3 separate regions of the Mus musculus genome follow, and regions 2 and 3 are each linked to region 1. The links are chromatin contacts, called in public HiChIP or PLAC-seq and promoter capture Hi-C maps. All regions are on one chromosome and are shown on one strand. The core of a region is the stretch at or near the end of the contact, and the rest is flanking DNA. Distances in the headings are between cores, read along the strand shown. Region 1 holds the start of Dhx9 (DEAH (Asp-Glu-Ala-His) box polypeptide 9). Region 2 holds the start of Ncf2 (neutrophil cytosolic factor 2). Region 3 overlaps Ncf2 (neutrophil cytosolic factor 2).

Region 1 (5,002 bases), core at 1,360-3,859:
GTAAGTTTTCCATAACTGTGGACTTTGATGGATGGAGACTTTTAGTTTTGGCAGGCGGTGCTGTCTCCACACTGAGTTTACAGCCTGGATGGTACAATGAACAGTGCTTACATCTTGGAGTCAGTTGTGCTTCAAAGGTCTGGCACCGTGTCACAAGGATGGCCTCAAACCTGCTTATTGAAGACGCTGACCTTGAATCCTGATCCCCTTGGTTCTGGATCCTGACTGCAGAGATTACAAACCTTAGGTGCCATGTTCAGTTTCTTATGATATTAGAGCTGGAACTCAGGATGTCAGGGACTCCAAGCAGCACTCTCTCCACTGAGCCCAGCTCTTTTTTTTTCTTCAGTTCTCTTCCTGGAATCAAGGTTCATACTGCTCTCCTTTCTACCAAATATCCCAAGAGACAGAAATTAGGGGGAGGAAATAGATATCCTGCTGTCTCTGGGGATTTTTTTTTTTTTTTTTTTTTTGTCTCAAATCTTTTTCTTGGGGTAAGTTCAAGGGCGGGAAGGTCACAGTGAGACAATGGGTAGAAAATCCTCTCGGGCTGGAGAGATGGCTCAGTGGTTAAGAACACTGACTACTCTTCCATAAGTCATGTGTTCAAATACCAGCAACCACATGGTGGCTCACAACCATCTGTAATGAGATCTGAGGCTTCCTTCTGGTGCATCTGAAGACAGCAACAGTGTAACAGTGTGTACTTAGATATAATAATAAAATAAATCTTTAAAAAATAAAAATAAAAAAAGAAGATCCTCTCAATGGGCCAAGTCTTTTTTTCTCTGCGGGCTTTGGAAAGTTTGGAAGCTGGATCACCCGGGGTCAAGATCTGCATTTTTATTTTCAGACAAAGTCACATGAGCAGAGAGGAAGAAGCCACCCCACAGGGGCCCTGTAGAATTTAGAACACCGTGTGAAGGAGGCAGGTCCTTAAAATAGAGAAAGGGTTGGTGAAAGTAGCAGAAGTGAAATTTCTGTCAGTCTGTGTGTTCTGCGCTGACTCCCTTGTCTCTGCACACTAGGCAAGCCGACCAGCAGAGGGCTGCACTCACCCTCTGGCCTGAGGAGTTTTAAACACCGTTCTCCTTTGGAAGTTTCCATAATTCTGTTCGCATGGGTGGAGATCAAATCGGGGCTTGAGGCATGCTAGTTTTCACAAAACAACAACAAACAGACAACTAGGTTGGGGATGCTGGGCTTGAGTGTAGCTTAGTAGTAGGGTAACCTTGAGTTACTCTTCAGTACTTCAAAAATACAACACCCCTCAAAACAAGTATTAAACTCAAGAGTCTTCTCACTTGAAGCTAAACAAAACACAGGATTTTGAGATAATTGGGAGCATGCCTTTAATCCCAGCCTGAGGGGTGAGGGGTGGGGCAGAGGCAGACAGATCTCTGTGAGTCCCAGGACAGCCTGGTTTACAAATCCAGGATAGCCAGGGCTACACAAAGAAACCCTGTCTTGGAAAAAAAAAAAAAAAAAAAAAAAGAGTCCCTCGTCCCTCTCCCCAGCCAAAAGGTAAGTGGAGAAGTTGTGTCTTGAGCTAGGGTTTTCTTTTTGGTGGGGTAATGGGTTTTACTACAATGGGATTAATGGCATATACCACCACCCCTGGCAATAAACCAATAAGCCAGGGCTCTCTTTCTTGTCTTAGATTCATTTTACTTTATGTCTTATGGCCTGTAGGTCAGTGCACCATGGTTGTACCTGCTGGGTCCCCTGGAATGGAGGTTATGGTTGTGTGTGAGCCACTGTGTGATTGAGAACTGAATCCAAGCCTTCCACAAGAGCAACAAGTGCTTTTAACTTCTAAGGTTTTTGTTCCTTTGCTGTTTAGACAGGATCTCATTATGTTGCCCTGGCCTTCCTTAAACATAGACCAGACTGTTTTGAACTTACGGAGGTCTGTCAGTCTCTGTTTCCTGGGTGCTGTGACTGGAGGCAAGTGCCACCATGCTACACACTGCCTGCAGCATTTTATTTCTTTTCTTTTTTCTTTTTCTTTTGGTTTTTCGAGACAGGGTTTCTCTGTGTAGGCTTGGCTGTCCTGGAACTCACTTTGTAGACCAGGCTGGCCTCGAACTCAGAAATCTGCCTGCCTCTGCCTCCCAAGTGCTGGGATTAAAGGCATGCGCCACTACTGCCCGGCTGCCTGCAGCATTTTGATGAAGCAGAAATACTTCAGTCCTTGTATTTTAACATACAGCACCCATAAATACATTGCTTTGGCATATTTTAAAGTGGCTATTCTGATAAACTCTGAAAGGATTAATCCTGTAACACTGCCCTTACGTAAGATAAACTATCAAAAAGGAGATCCATGGTGGCATGTCTCTAAATTTTGCCTTCAGAGGTGGAGGCAAGTGGACTGCGTTAAGTGGTGGGCTAGCTTGCTCTACAAAGACAAAGGCAAGGAGACATAACTTCCAGAAACCAAGCTGGTTAGCGACTGACAGGAAATTATGGGCCTAGGCCAGCAGATCTCGCGCGACCTCAGGTTTGGCGCCCGGAAGTGGTTCAAGCCCCGCCCCCTCGGGGCGTGCTGGCTCCGGAGTTGGCCTACCGCGCAGGCGCGAGTCGCCGACTCCGCCCCCTGGGTCCTGCAGTCGGAGCCATTTCGCCGCTGCTTCCATGCGGGTGAGGTGTGTTCTTTCGCCGTTCTCGTGGAAGGTTGGCGCTGCGAACTCGCCTAAGAAGGCTGTGCTCTCGGGCACGGAAAAGCGGAGGAGGGTAAGAAAGGGGGCGTTGCGGCCCCGGACGCGGGCTCATTGCTGCGGGCCGACGCCGGCCTCCGCGGCTCAGCCGTGGCTTTGTTGTGAGGCGCGGGCGGGCGAGCGTGTGGGGGAGGGGCAGCGCGGCGGGTACCCGGATTTACGGGCCGTGGGCGCCTCGCGCAGCGGAGCTCCCGTGGCCCTAGGCCCTGGGGTTCCTTGCACAGACTGGCCGCTCTCGGAGGCCTCTTCCTCACTCGGCCTGACGGGCGGCGGGTGTCTGTAATCAGTTGCGTGTAGGGGTAGCGGCTCGACGCCACCCGGCGCGTGGTGGTGGGGGGTCGTCCGCGGTTCTAATCCGGGACACCCGGGCCCCGTGGGGGTGCCCGCTTTGGGGTCCGGGGCTTCGCTGCAGGTCCTCCCGCTCCGCACTGGTGACGGGGCATGGCTGGGTGGGGCGGGATGAGGAGCAGGTGGTAGGAAAATGAATGCATGATTTAGTAAGTGATGGCGGAATTACACCGCGCAACGGGATAGCCCCGCTGTAGATAACGGTCGAAAGGGAGGGCGCCTCAGTCTGAGGGGTGCACGAGCCTGAGTCTGGCTTTGAGGTGCACAGTGTATCCGCTCCAAAGGGCAATGAGAGATCAGTTACGCCTAAGGCCAGACCTTCCTGGAGGAAGGGAGGGCCGGCCACGTGACCTGAGGGTGCGAAAAGAGATGAAAGAATTTGTTTCCGGGTGGCAAGAATGAAAACACAAAATTGGGAGCCATGACTCTAGCCTTTCATTCCAGCACTGGGGTTTGGTGGTGGAAGGTATTGTTCGATCTCTTGAGTCCGGGGCTACTACACATAGAAATCTTGTCTCATAAAACAAAATTTGATTTATTCCGATATGTGTGTGTATACGAGTATACGTGTATACGTATCAGGTAGTGGTGGCAAGTGAGAGAGGAGCTGTAGAAAAACAAACGAGTAATAGTGGAGGCATTTCTGGAGCCAAAACAGCAGGGCAGATGTGACATGATGGAAAATTTGGCATCCATCTAGGCTCTCGACAAGAGGATAAGTTCTAGGTCTGTAAAAGAAGTTGTGGGGTTTTTGTTTGTTTTTTTGGTTTTTCGAGATAGGGTTTCCTCTGTATAGCTCCAGCTATCCTGGAACTCACTCTGTAGACCAGGCTGGCCTCGAACTCAAATCCGCCTGCCACTGCCTACCAAGTGCTGGGATTAAAGGTGTATGCTACCACGCCCAGCTTGCTATTTTATGTAAATAACTACACTGTAGCTGTCTTTGGAAACACCAGAAGAGGGCATCATCTCATTACAGATGGTTGTGAGCCACTATGTGGTTGTTGGGATTTGAACTCAGGACCTCTGGAAGAGCAGTCAGTGCTCTTAACCGCTGAGTATTTCTAGGGGGCCATTTATACTCTTTATTCTCCAGTTTTCTTAAATTTCCTCAGTTCAAAGTAATAAAAGTAAAACCAAACAGTACAATAGGCAGTTTAAGGATTAAATAGTTCCTAATCTACTAAGGATATCAGCACCACTTTAAGGATTCAAGAAATAGCTGTGAAAGATCTTTGGGGATCGGATTAGAATTTCCAATTGTGAAGTTGGGTTGCAACTAAGAATATACTTAGGTATAAATTTATTACTGAGATGCCTAGTTAGTTTATAGATGGGAATATTAGTATTTTCCTCGGGTAAATTTTGGAGCCTTAAGGGCTGTATCGATCTGTTTGGACTTAGTTAGCATGAATGTTTAAAATTAAATGGGTTTTCTAGAGACAAAGGGGTTTGATAGGCCCTATATTTTGTTACTCATTTACTTTGTACATTTACTTATGTTGGGGGTTTTTGTTTTGGAGACAGGGTTTCTCTGTAGACTTGGTAGCCTCCAACTTAAAGAGATCAGCCCTTCTCTGCTCTCCAAGTGCTGGAATTAAATGCCTGAGCCAGAACAGCCAGACTTGTGAAGGAGTCTATTGTCTTTAGCTTCTTTTTGTTTTTTCGAGACAGGGTTTCTCTTCTTTAGCACTAGCTGTCCTGGGATTCACTCTGTAGACCAGGCTGGCCTCTATGTCTTTAGCTTCTGAATTTGTATTATCTGGCTTTGTCATCTGCTTTACCAAATGACTAGTCAAAGTTGGTGAGCCACAAGACTATTGGGGTCAGATTTGGTTGGTGTGCGATGTCATTTTACAGCTTACTGTAGTAATAGATCTCCTCTCCTCTGTTCTAAATGATTTTTTTTTAATGCATGAATATTTTGTGGGTAT
Region 2 (5,002 bases), core at 1,575-4,074, 690 kb after region 1:
CCACTCTCTGGTAACTAAAGGTCATAAACTGGAGGTGGGCAATTTATTGTAGGTGCAAGGACAGAAAATAAGTGATGAACTAGTTTACCTATACAAGATTAAAATAATAAGACACAAGGCAGATGATTTGTCTCTTGACAAACCCATGCTAACTTGGAACATAAAAACTATTACTTTAAACTTATAATGATCTTGTAGAACCATAAAATAGTGACTATTTATTCAGGTACTAGTCTTAATGGAAAGACATGTAAACAATGTTACTGTAACTCCTGAAGCCTTATCGACCCATGACATGAACCATTTTGCCTTAAACTTACTATGAACTTATGGAATGTAAGAATGCTTTAAAAACCATGTGATCAGCCGGGCGTGGTGGCGCACACCTTTAATCCCAGCACTCGGGAGGCAGAGGCAGGCGGATTTCTGAGTTCGAGGCCAGCCTGGTCTACAAAGTGAGCTCCAGGACAGCCAGGGCTATACAGAGAAACCCTGTCTCGAAAAACCAAAACCAAAAAACAAAACAAAACAAAACAAAACAAAAACCACCATGTGATCAATTATCCTGAGAAGGTATAAAAACTAAAAACTAAGAACAACAATAAAGGGGTGGTATAGCCATTTTCTGCTTCTCTGTGTGTGCCTGACTTTCTCTCTCTCTCTCTCTCTCTCTCTCTCTCTCTCTCTCTCTCTCTCTCTCCCTCTCTCTCTCTTTTCATTTGGTTAAGGATCTCTGGGCCTCTCACCTGGACAGCAAGAGGCCTGAGTCAAAGAATAAAGAGCCCAAATAACTAAGTTTCTTTTCTTAATCCTCTGCTGCTATTAGCAGGAGTTAATTGTCAGCTTTTGCCACCAGCACCCTCCCTCCCCACCCAACTCCCGCCCCCAATACCAAGAGAGAGTTAATTTCCAGAAGCCATCAGCTGTTGGCCCAGAAGAACAAGAGAGGGTTAAAGGCCAGAGATCATCAACCTCTGCTCTGCCTCTCCGTGCTCCATCTCAGTACCTGAATGTGGGGGTGGGACCCCAGCAGTTTTGTGTAGCAGAATTTTCCAGGTCCAATCAATTTGAATGTTAATACAACAAGAAGCCTGTAATTGGACAGGGAAAAGGGAGGCGAAGCTGGGGTTTTTGGAGACAGAGACAGAGGAGAAGGAAGGAAAATGGAGCAAGAGAAAAATGATCTAGATTCTACGTGACTTTAGATAGCCACAGGTAGCCTTTAAAATCATGACTGCTGTTTTATTTGGTTGGCAGACTACCCTAGTCACAATGAATGTGTAAGGTATACTTATTCTTTCAAAGAACCCTCATATTAAGCATGCAAGAGACTGGGGTCATTTTCAGCTCTGTATACTTCAAACAATGCCAGCATCTTCCTAGGGATACTTAGTAAAACTCTCATGATTGGCTGAATGGGTAATTAACCAAATAAACAATTGAGACCCTAAATGTGGATTCTCATCATACGTTTTTCTGAAGACTTTACTGTTATCCATCCTCCCAGCCTACCCCACCCCACCCCACCGGTACTGAAGATCAAACCCAGAGCCTCTCACATGTTGTGCAAGTACTTTACCGTTGACCTCCAACTCCAGCCCCTTCCCCGGCTTTTAAAAAATGATTTTGAGACAGGATCTCACTAGGTTTCCAAGACTGTCCTTGAACTTGCTTTGCAGCCTAGGTCTGGCTTGAATTCGCCACAACCTAAGTAGCTAGAATTCCAGGCCTGTGCAACCAGAGCCCACCTGCCTGTCCTCAGAGAATCAGTTTTGTCTCACACCCGACATGAAACCCTCCCTGACCCCGAGAAGGCCACAGAGATTGATTTCCCTTCCTCTGCATTTCTCTTCATTCTCTATCCCAGCACCTGAACACAGGGGCTCTGCTGTAAGTGCTAGAGGCAGGGAGCGCCCTTCTGCTTTCCTTGTTTCCCACAGAACCTAGCACCTAACATTCTGAGTAAATATGGCAGATCTAAGACATTTTAATAAAATGGTGTCACGCCCCACACATCTTAGCTCTCTTTGGGGCTACAGTCATCCTTTTCAGTTCTGCATTCTTTCAGAATGCTGAACCCCCACACGCTATCCCATCGCAGTGCTGGGGGGCTCTTTCAGATAACGTTATGTGGTTTCTTTCATGATTGCGCTGGGATCGCATATGCAGTTTCTTCGGCTTGCTTCCTCAGGCAAGGACTCTCGCACCGAGGACATCTAAGGCTAAAGACTACTGGAGACCAAGTGGTTTCTGATATCACAGGAGGAGAAGCTGTGAAGTAGTCAATTTTCTTGCTGTGGTAAAACACTCCGACAGAAACATCGTAATGAAGGCAGGGTTGATTTGGGCTCACTAGTCTCCAGGGTACAGTCCATGATGGTGGATAAATCATGGTGTCAGACCCTGAAGCAGCTGGTCACAAGGCACCCACTGTCAGGATGCAGGGGACCAACTCATACTCACGTAGCCTTCTTCTCTTTATGCAGGGAGGACCCAAGTCCTGGTCACTTTTCATAGCAGATGCTCTACCTCAGTTAACCTAAGGCAGACGATCCCTCAGAGGTGTGACCTGAGGCTCATCTAGATCCTGTCAAGCTCGAAACACAAAGCTTCACACCGACCTTGTCATCACAGGAAAAGGAAGAGTGTGACGAGTTAGAAACACACTCTGAATGGGAAAAAAAAAAAAGAAAAAGAAAGAAAAGAAATAAGAAAGGAAAAGGAACATGACTGTTCCCAGATATGGTGGAGGAGAGAGTTTATTATAGCTGTGTGGGAGAGAGAGCACAGCCAGAGTCAGGGACCTCCGGGAGAGTGCTGAATAGACAGGAACAGGCTGAGCTGTGCTATGTGGGGAGAGGGAAGGGGAGGAAGAAGGGAGTGGGAGGAGCCAGGCACAGCAGCCAGGAGGCCCAAAGGCACAAAGACAGCAGGTTACAGAAATGATTGGATTATGTAGGGAAGAGCAGACCTCAAGGCCCAAGAGTTCAGGATAGGAGGCAGGGTATGCCTGATAGGAGGCTCTGTGACACGTAGAGGGTGGAGGATTACAGAGAGAAGCTGGTGGCCAGCTCTGCTTTGATATGCTATAGCCACCTAAGCCATTTGTCCCAAGTTCGAAACCCAACCATTTCCACATTTAGTAAGATGGAAATCTCTAAGATTCTCTGTTGATTCCTCTGTTGTAGCAGCTGAAAGCATGTGGTCATTCTGCATGTGTCTGCCAACGTATGACAGTAAGTGAAGCATCCATGCTCCCTCCTCTTTTCTGGGATCTGTTGTCTGAACCACAGCAAAAGCACGGCCCACATTTGGACCGAAACACTCCCAGCCGGTTGGAATACAATGGACACACAGCAAGGCCTGTGAAGTTCTAGCTCTCAAGAATCAGAATTTAAGCCTGGCAGTAGTTGTGCATGCCTTTAATCCCAGCACTTGGGAGGCAGAGGCAGGTGGATTTCTGAGTTCGAGACCAGCCTGGTCTACGGAGTGTTCTAGGACAGCCAGAAACCCTGTCTTGGGGGGTGGGGGGGAGAATCAGAATTTAGGGTCAGGAGAGGGAGCGGTAGGTTCTGCCATGCTCTGCCCTCCAGAGCAGGGGTCAGGGGAGGTGGCAGAGAGGAGACTGAGAAGCACCCGAGCTCAGTTTTTCCCAGGGCTCTTCTGAGTTCCAGCCAAAGTCTAAGCCCTTACAATTTAGTGTGCCATCAAGCTTGCCTTTTGTTTTGGATTTTCAATACAGGGTTTCTCTTTGTAGGCCTGTCTGTCTTGGAACTTGATCAGTAGGCCAGACTGGCCATCTGAGAGACCAAACCTACCCCATCTTGGGACTGTACCCACGTACCAGGAAGGACCACACGGCTTGTCCTTGGCCAGAGGACACTTCCTGGCTACTTCCTATCAATAGTTAATCAAAGATTAGTCTGACTGTTTCAGATGTACCTTCAGGCTATTTGTATACGGCCTTATTTCAGAGCACCCACCTCTCAGCTTATAGCCATTCTATTAGATGCTTGCCAGACTGGACACCCTCTCCCTCACCCCCTCCCTTGCTCCTATTTTTCTATAAAAACTTGTCCTGCTGAGGGTTCGAGGCCGCTCCACCTTCCCTTTCTGTCCTTGCTGTGTCAGGATTGGGATGGAGGAGAGCCCAAGCCTGCGCTTGTAATAAAGAGACCCTAATGCTATTACATCGCAAAGGGCTGCTTGGTGATCTTTTGGAGTTCGTGGTTCCTGGAACAACACATCTAACTGAGAGATCTGCCTCCTGACTTCTGAGATTAATGGCATGTGCCACCCAGCAAATAAGTAACCATTTCTTTCTTTTTCCTCCTCAGGACAGGGTTTTTCTGTGTAGCCCTGGGTATCCTGGAACTCATTCTGTAGATCAGGCTGGCCTCAAATGTTTATCCTCCCGAGGGAAAAAATAGGACCACTACCACAATTTTGAGTCAAATTTAAAGCAAACGTTTTAAATACTGGCCAGGATGATAGACTCTGACCAGGCTATTCCTGAACGCCATAAGGCCATTGTGTTTTGATCAGATCCAATCAGGGGTGAGCAACCATCCTGACCCATTTCCTGTCTCCGTACCTCCTGCCCACATGTCATCTAGCACATTCGTGTAGTTGGCTCAACTGAACCTGTTTGGGGAAGTGAAAACACGTGACTTGCTTCTTCCATAAACAATAGCCTCCGTCATTTCAGGAAGTATCTGTCCTTGGCCAGGGTTTACAGGCCCGAGGCACTTTTTTTTTTTTTTTTTGGTTTTCGAGATAAGGTTTCTCTGTGTAGCCCTGGCTGTCCTGGAACTCACTCTGTAGACCAGGCTGGCCTCGAACTCAGAAATCCACCTGCCTCTGCCTCCTGAGTGCTGGGATTAAAAGTGTGTGCCACCACGCCTGGCCAAGGCACTTTTGTTTCATGGATCTTTTAGGCACAGTAATTAAAATTTAAAACATTACTTTGCCTTTCACATGAACTCACGGAGATCTGCCTGCC
Region 3 (5,002 bases), core at 902-3,401, 660 kb after region 1:
CTGATCATTCTCCTGTCCTTAACTAAGCTCAGCATTGAATTCACCCCTTTTCCATAGCACAAACGCTGAAGATCTATCTCATACCTACTAAGACAGCTTTCCTAAGAGCTAGCTCTAGGTAGTTCTGATACTCTCTAAAGCTTCAGAATGACTTAAAAATATTTTGAGACAGGCTTTTGAGGAGCTCAGGGTTGCCAGGAAGTCCTGTTTCTTGTTGTAGCTTCAGGCCTGTCCTTGACCCAGTCAGTCTAGTGAAGGCAGCCGTAGGCTTGCTGTGCACTTCTGGGTCCCACTCATCCAAAGTCCTCTATAACTGCTATCTGATGCCTGCTATAACTGGATGAGCCTGTAAGCCACAATGTCCCCATCACTAAGCCAATGTGTGGCATACAGGAGATGTTAAAAATGGCCTTAGGTCCCGGCTCCCTCCACTCACCACCGTATGCTCACACCACAGAGTCAGGCAGTAGTTTTTCACTTGGCCCCAGGCATCCTTCATGCTTTCTTCGGACAGGAGCAGAAGCTCGTGGCTGTCCCGACGCCGGTAGCTGGTAGGGATGATGAGTAAGGACCAAGGCAGAAAGTATCAACACAAAAAACATCCCATAGCCAGTCCTCTGCATCAGACAAGACCCACCCCATCATCCACCCCTGCTGCATCCCCAGCTCCCGACTTCATGGGGTTTACCTCAGTTTAGTGTGTTCTGGCGAGAGCGCCAGCTTCTTAGACACCATGTTCCGAAGCTGGCTGTAGGGGAGGCCAAGCCGCGTCTCCATGACCACTGTGTATTTGTAATGCACCTTGAGCATGTAAGGCATAGGCACGCTGAGCTTCAGTTCCTGAGGCAGGAGGAAGGAAGACCACCTTAGCGGCTGAGGTTGTTGACAGCATCCTGGACCACCACAGCCTTCCACCACTTTGTGTATGGGCACCAGGAGTGCCTCAGGGAAAGGGGGGTGTTTAATAAACAGCTGGTTTTTACCAGTTAATAATAAATCTAATAAGTTAAAAAATCAGTAGACAACTGTATATTAATAAACAGCCCATTTCTGCATTCCCTGAGAGGTCTTTCAGAGGGCTCCAATCCAGCACACTGAGACAGAAGTTTCTACTGAGCTATGTGCTCAGCTAGGGGCTAGGATGACGTGTAGATGGAGAGTCAGGTAGCAACTGATTCAACCCTTTCATTGATAGTCCATATTCTAAGAGATATCTCATGCTAGACAAGCCATGCTCACCCATCTCCACTTGGAAACAAGGAAAAACTTACCTTGGGCTCTTTTTGCTTGTGACCTAAATGGAAAAGGAGATGGTAAGTGAACACTCATAGTGGCACCTGCCACCCACAGTGCCCATCTCCCTACCCTTTAACATCCAGGGTGGATCTAGAGGAGCATAGAGAGCGCAAATGTGTGAGCAGAGCTGGTGTCTGCTTCCAGGGCGCTGCAGGTAGGTAACTATGGGGACTGGCTCAAAGGCCAGCTAACCCTGGAGGATCCAAGACAGACAGAGGGAAGATGGACGTGTGATAACCCCAGGCCCCAGGCAGAAGCACCAGGAAGATGATTACCATTTCATGGCCCTGTTTTGTGTGTGTTTATGGTCTGAAATGCACACTATGTTAGCACAGCAAAGTGTGTATAAGTGAAGTCTGAGACCCTTTACTACTGAGGATGGAAGAACCTCTGTGCTGCTGATTATTCGAATCCCTTGGGAACTTTTGCTAAAATCAATCAAAGGCCTAGGAGCCTGGTACTCCAACCTTTTCAGTGTGTGTCCTCCAGACAGAAAAGGTAAGAAAAAAAACTATGAGGGACACTGGATGGGGCCACCGAGGCATTTACATGTGGAGTAGGTGATACCTATCAAGGGCAGATGTTCTGGATGAGAAGTGCACTCTGTAGGCAGAAGCCATGCTTGTTCCCAGGGGACTTCTATCCTGGTAGGCTCGATCATGGATCTCTAACTTATATTTAAGTGGCTCTCAGGGGAGGAGGGGTAGAGAAGAGTCCAAATACATGAAGTAAAATGTAAGTAGCTGACGGGTTGTTTCCATTTAAAATGTTTGTGATGCAAGGGCACACGCCCTGACATGCACGGAGGCAAGCCATGCTCCTTTGTGGTGTTGATTCTCCAGTTCCTGTTTTATGGAGGCCCTGTGAGTGCACTCAGGCCACAAGGACTGTGCAGCAAGCGTCTTTGACTGTGGAGCCACCTGGCTGGCCCAGAGCTGCTGTGTTTAAGTGAAAAGTGTTGTGGCACTCAGTGTACCCCACCTCCAACTTCTCTGTAGGTTCGCAGCTTTCCAAATAAGTATGCAGGGGAGGGCCACCAAAGCAGTCTTTGGTCATCAGGTGGTCGTGCGCAGGATGACTCTGTCATCTACTGGAGCATCTGCTGAAGCTCACCAGGAACAAAGAGTCATCATTTTCCCACCCCAGATTATGAGAAGTCCTTCTGGGAAGATCTTCCATCCACACCATCCAGTGGTCCTTTGTTCAAGCCCTGGGGGCTCTGCTCTGCAGACATGTGCAACTCAGTGGTTTGACAAGAGCTGAGGTGTGAAAATGCGCTTGCTGCAGCCTTTTTCCTCCCACCGGCTTTAGGTAGTTAGCAAAGGATCACCTGGTGACTGCTCTGATGATGGCCACTGGCGGGCCCCATTACCTGCACTCATTTCTAAGCAGGTGAGGGCAGGGCACTGCCATCATGTTTCAGGGGGATGATGGATGGTGCAAGCAAGACAGGGCTCTGGAAAAATGTAGTCATAAAGCAAGGTGCATGCTGGGTAAAACAAGGAGCATGCTAGGTAAAGCAAGGTGCATGGTATGCAAAAGAAACGAGAATTTCCTAAATGACTCTGAAAACAGCTGTCTGTTTTCATGAAGCATCTGAGAGAGAGAGCTCCTTCCTCGGGGCCACCAACCTGGTGACAACTGGAGTCTTCCTGGGGGGCTAGAATTAGGAGGTGGTGGAATATCGGATTCTGGAGAGGTATCTTCCTGGAGGTGACAAGAGGAAACAAAAAGGTCAGACAAAAGCACAAGAGGGTTTCCTTGGAAAGAAGCTAGATGCAAATGGCTTCCTAAAGTGGAACGCTATGACACAGGAAAGGAGGCTAACTCTCAGGAGCAATAAGAACCCTAACGCCCACATACAAAACCCTTTGCCATCTTTTCGACCATGCTGAAAACCCATCAGCGTCAGGTGACATGGCACGCTTCTGTCTCAGCTGCGGAGTGTACTGAGAAAGGGAAAATTCCATTTCCCATTGGCAGGACATTTTCAACTTCAAAGCACCTCAGTTCTGTGACTCAGCACACGCTGTTCTTGAGTGTGAAGAGAGACTATAGGCTGTCTGTCATCAGAGTGCCACGTAGCTAAAGATGACAGACTTCTGATCCTCCTGCCTCCACATCCCATGTGTTAGGAGCATATGGCTTCCCGTCTGATTTGTTCCGCACTGAGGATTGAGCCCAGGGCTTCATGCTATGCGAGTGCTCTCCCATTGGAGCTACATCCCCAACTCTTACTTTCCTTTTCAGTGGCACTGTACCAACCAAACAAGCTGACTCTTCTCCCTGGTGAAGAGGCGGGCTTGGGAATACCTAGCCCTAAACCGTTAGGCTTTGCTGCCTATGTCTCCCTGACCAGGAGGACTAACAGAGGTAGGCCAGTCCAGTAGAATAACTGTTGCCTCCACTCGACACAGGCTCAGCTCTGGGCATCTGATACCAGCTTGAGTGGCCCAGATCTGTTGAGTCTTCCTTCTATGACAGGGAGGCCATCCCTTTCAACTCTAGAGAGTTGTGTGAAGGGTGAGAGCAACAGGCTAGGCCTCAGCACGACAGTACCTGGGGCTGCGACTGAGGGTGAATCCGAAGCTCAACTGGCTCCAGGTAGTTGCAGGGGACAAGCCCCTTCTGCAGTGTCACATTCCAGAATCCAGAAGGGAAAACAAAGACTCATTAGTACCCAGAGCATAGAACAGCCTGCAGCCATGGGTAGAAACAGCACACAGATGATGACCTTTGGGAGTTCTGCAAATGATGCAGCAGATACTGTCTCTGTGCCCTTAGCATCTCCCCGAACCACCCACCCCACCCCACCCCACCCCCATACCTGTCCATTGAACATGACTGTGGCCCAGTTATCACTGCCCTTCTTCAAGACAAAGACGATGTTCCCAGGCATGACCTGTAGCTCTTCTGGCGTCTCCGGCACAAAGCCAAACAATACGCGGTGTGCCTCACCTTCCAGAGCCCTGAGGGGTACACAGAAGACTGAGCCCACCATTCAGCTTGGACCATATCCCCTTACTGGGGAAGCACTTGAGGCCAGAGACTTAGCTTGGCACTCACTCTAATTCCACATCTTACTGCCTACAAGACCAGTGTCGGGTGCTGCCACCCAGGACCCCGAGAAGACAAGGCGAGAACACCATGTGAGTGTGTTCTGTAGCACACAGGAGTTCCCCTTCTCCCAGGGAACACCACGATGGGATCCAAGAACCCAAAAGTTACATGCTTTTAACTCTTGTAGCCTGTGGTGTGACAGCAGGTCCAGAATAAATTCCTTTCCCTTAGCACTTGCTGGCCTGTACTTCCAGCAATCCTCCTGTCTCTGCCTCTCAAAGGTGGGGGTCAGAAATGTGAGCCTCCGCTGGGTGGTGGTGACACATGCCTTTAATCCCAGCACTCGGGAGGCAAAAGCAGAGGCAGGCAGATTTCTGAGTTCGACGCCAGCCTGGTCTACAAAGAGAGTTCCAGGACAGCCAGGGCTACACAGAGAAACCCTGTCTTGGAAAAAAAAGAAAAAAAAAAGAAATGTGAGCCTCCAGGCTGGAGAGATGGCTCAGTGGTTAAGAGTATTGATTTCTCTTCCGGAGGTCCTGAGTTCAATTCCCAGCAACCACATGGTGGCTCACAACCATCTGTAATGGGATCTGATGTGTGTCTGAAGACAGCTACAGTCTAGTCACATACAAAAAACAAATAATTA

Evidence for each region. Promoter capture Hi-C pulls out the DNA fragments that hold promoters and counts their contacts. HiChIP or PLAC-seq counts read pairs in DNA pulled down with a chosen protein or histone mark.
Region 2: a contact with region 1 is called in an H3K27ac HiChIP or PLAC-seq map of the NIH/3T3 cell line, with 4 times the contacts expected there. The contact joins the promoter of Ncf2 here to the promoter of Dhx9 in region 1. A contact is called at or near these places in 1 of 15 datasets of contacts at CTCF or cohesin (large pre-B cells), 2 of 484 Hi-C or Micro-C datasets (both in embryonic stem cells), 10 of 115 datasets of contacts at active chromatin or transcription factors (the NIH/3T3 cell line, embryonic stem cells, epiblast stem cells and 3 more) and 3 of 9 other capture datasets (embryonic stem cells, liver and pancreatic islet).
Region 3: a contact with region 1 is called in a promoter capture Hi-C map of embryonic stem cells, with 2.9 times the contacts expected there. The contact joins the enhancer-like site here to the promoter of Dhx9 in region 1. A contact is called at or near these places in 1 of 39 promoter capture datasets (embryonic stem cells), 10 of 484 Hi-C or Micro-C datasets (bone marrow-derived DN2 thymocytes, bone marrow-derived macrophages, centroblasts and 4 more), 13 of 115 datasets of contacts at active chromatin or transcription factors (the SCID.adh cell line, astrocytes, bone marrow-derived macrophages and 7 more) and 4 of 9 other capture datasets (adipose tissue, embryonic stem cells, liver and 1 more).

The regions. Positions count from the first base shown.
Region 1 is chr1:153,485,267-153,490,268 of GRCm38.p6, reverse strand. Dhx9 (DEAH (Asp-Glu-Ala-His) box polypeptide 9) reads left to right here and starts at 2,609. Exons shown (of 28, transcript NM_007842.2): 1 at 2,609-2,736.
Region 2 is chr1:152,797,975-152,802,976 of GRCm38.p6, reverse strand. Ncf2 (neutrophil cytosolic factor 2) reads right to left here and starts at 2,824. Exons shown (of 16, transcript NM_010877.5): 1 at 2,464-2,824.
Region 3 is chr1:152,829,615-152,834,616 of GRCm38.p6, reverse strand. It overlaps Ncf2 (neutrophil cytosolic factor 2), which reads right to left. Exons shown (of 16, transcript NM_010877.5): 9 at 4,124-4,265; 10 at 3,856-3,924; 11 at 2,928-3,003; 12 at 1,272-1,294; 13 at 689-840; 14 at 437-548. Among named protein-coding and RNA genes, the nearest start is that of Ncf2, 32 kb to the right of the region's middle. Within about 2 kb of position 2,151, at least 60 of the 459 cell types and tissues checked have an H3K27ac peak or open chromatin away from gene starts, as enhancers often do. A contact at or near this core is called in bone marrow-derived macrophages, embryonic stem cells and microglia, where this site is marked.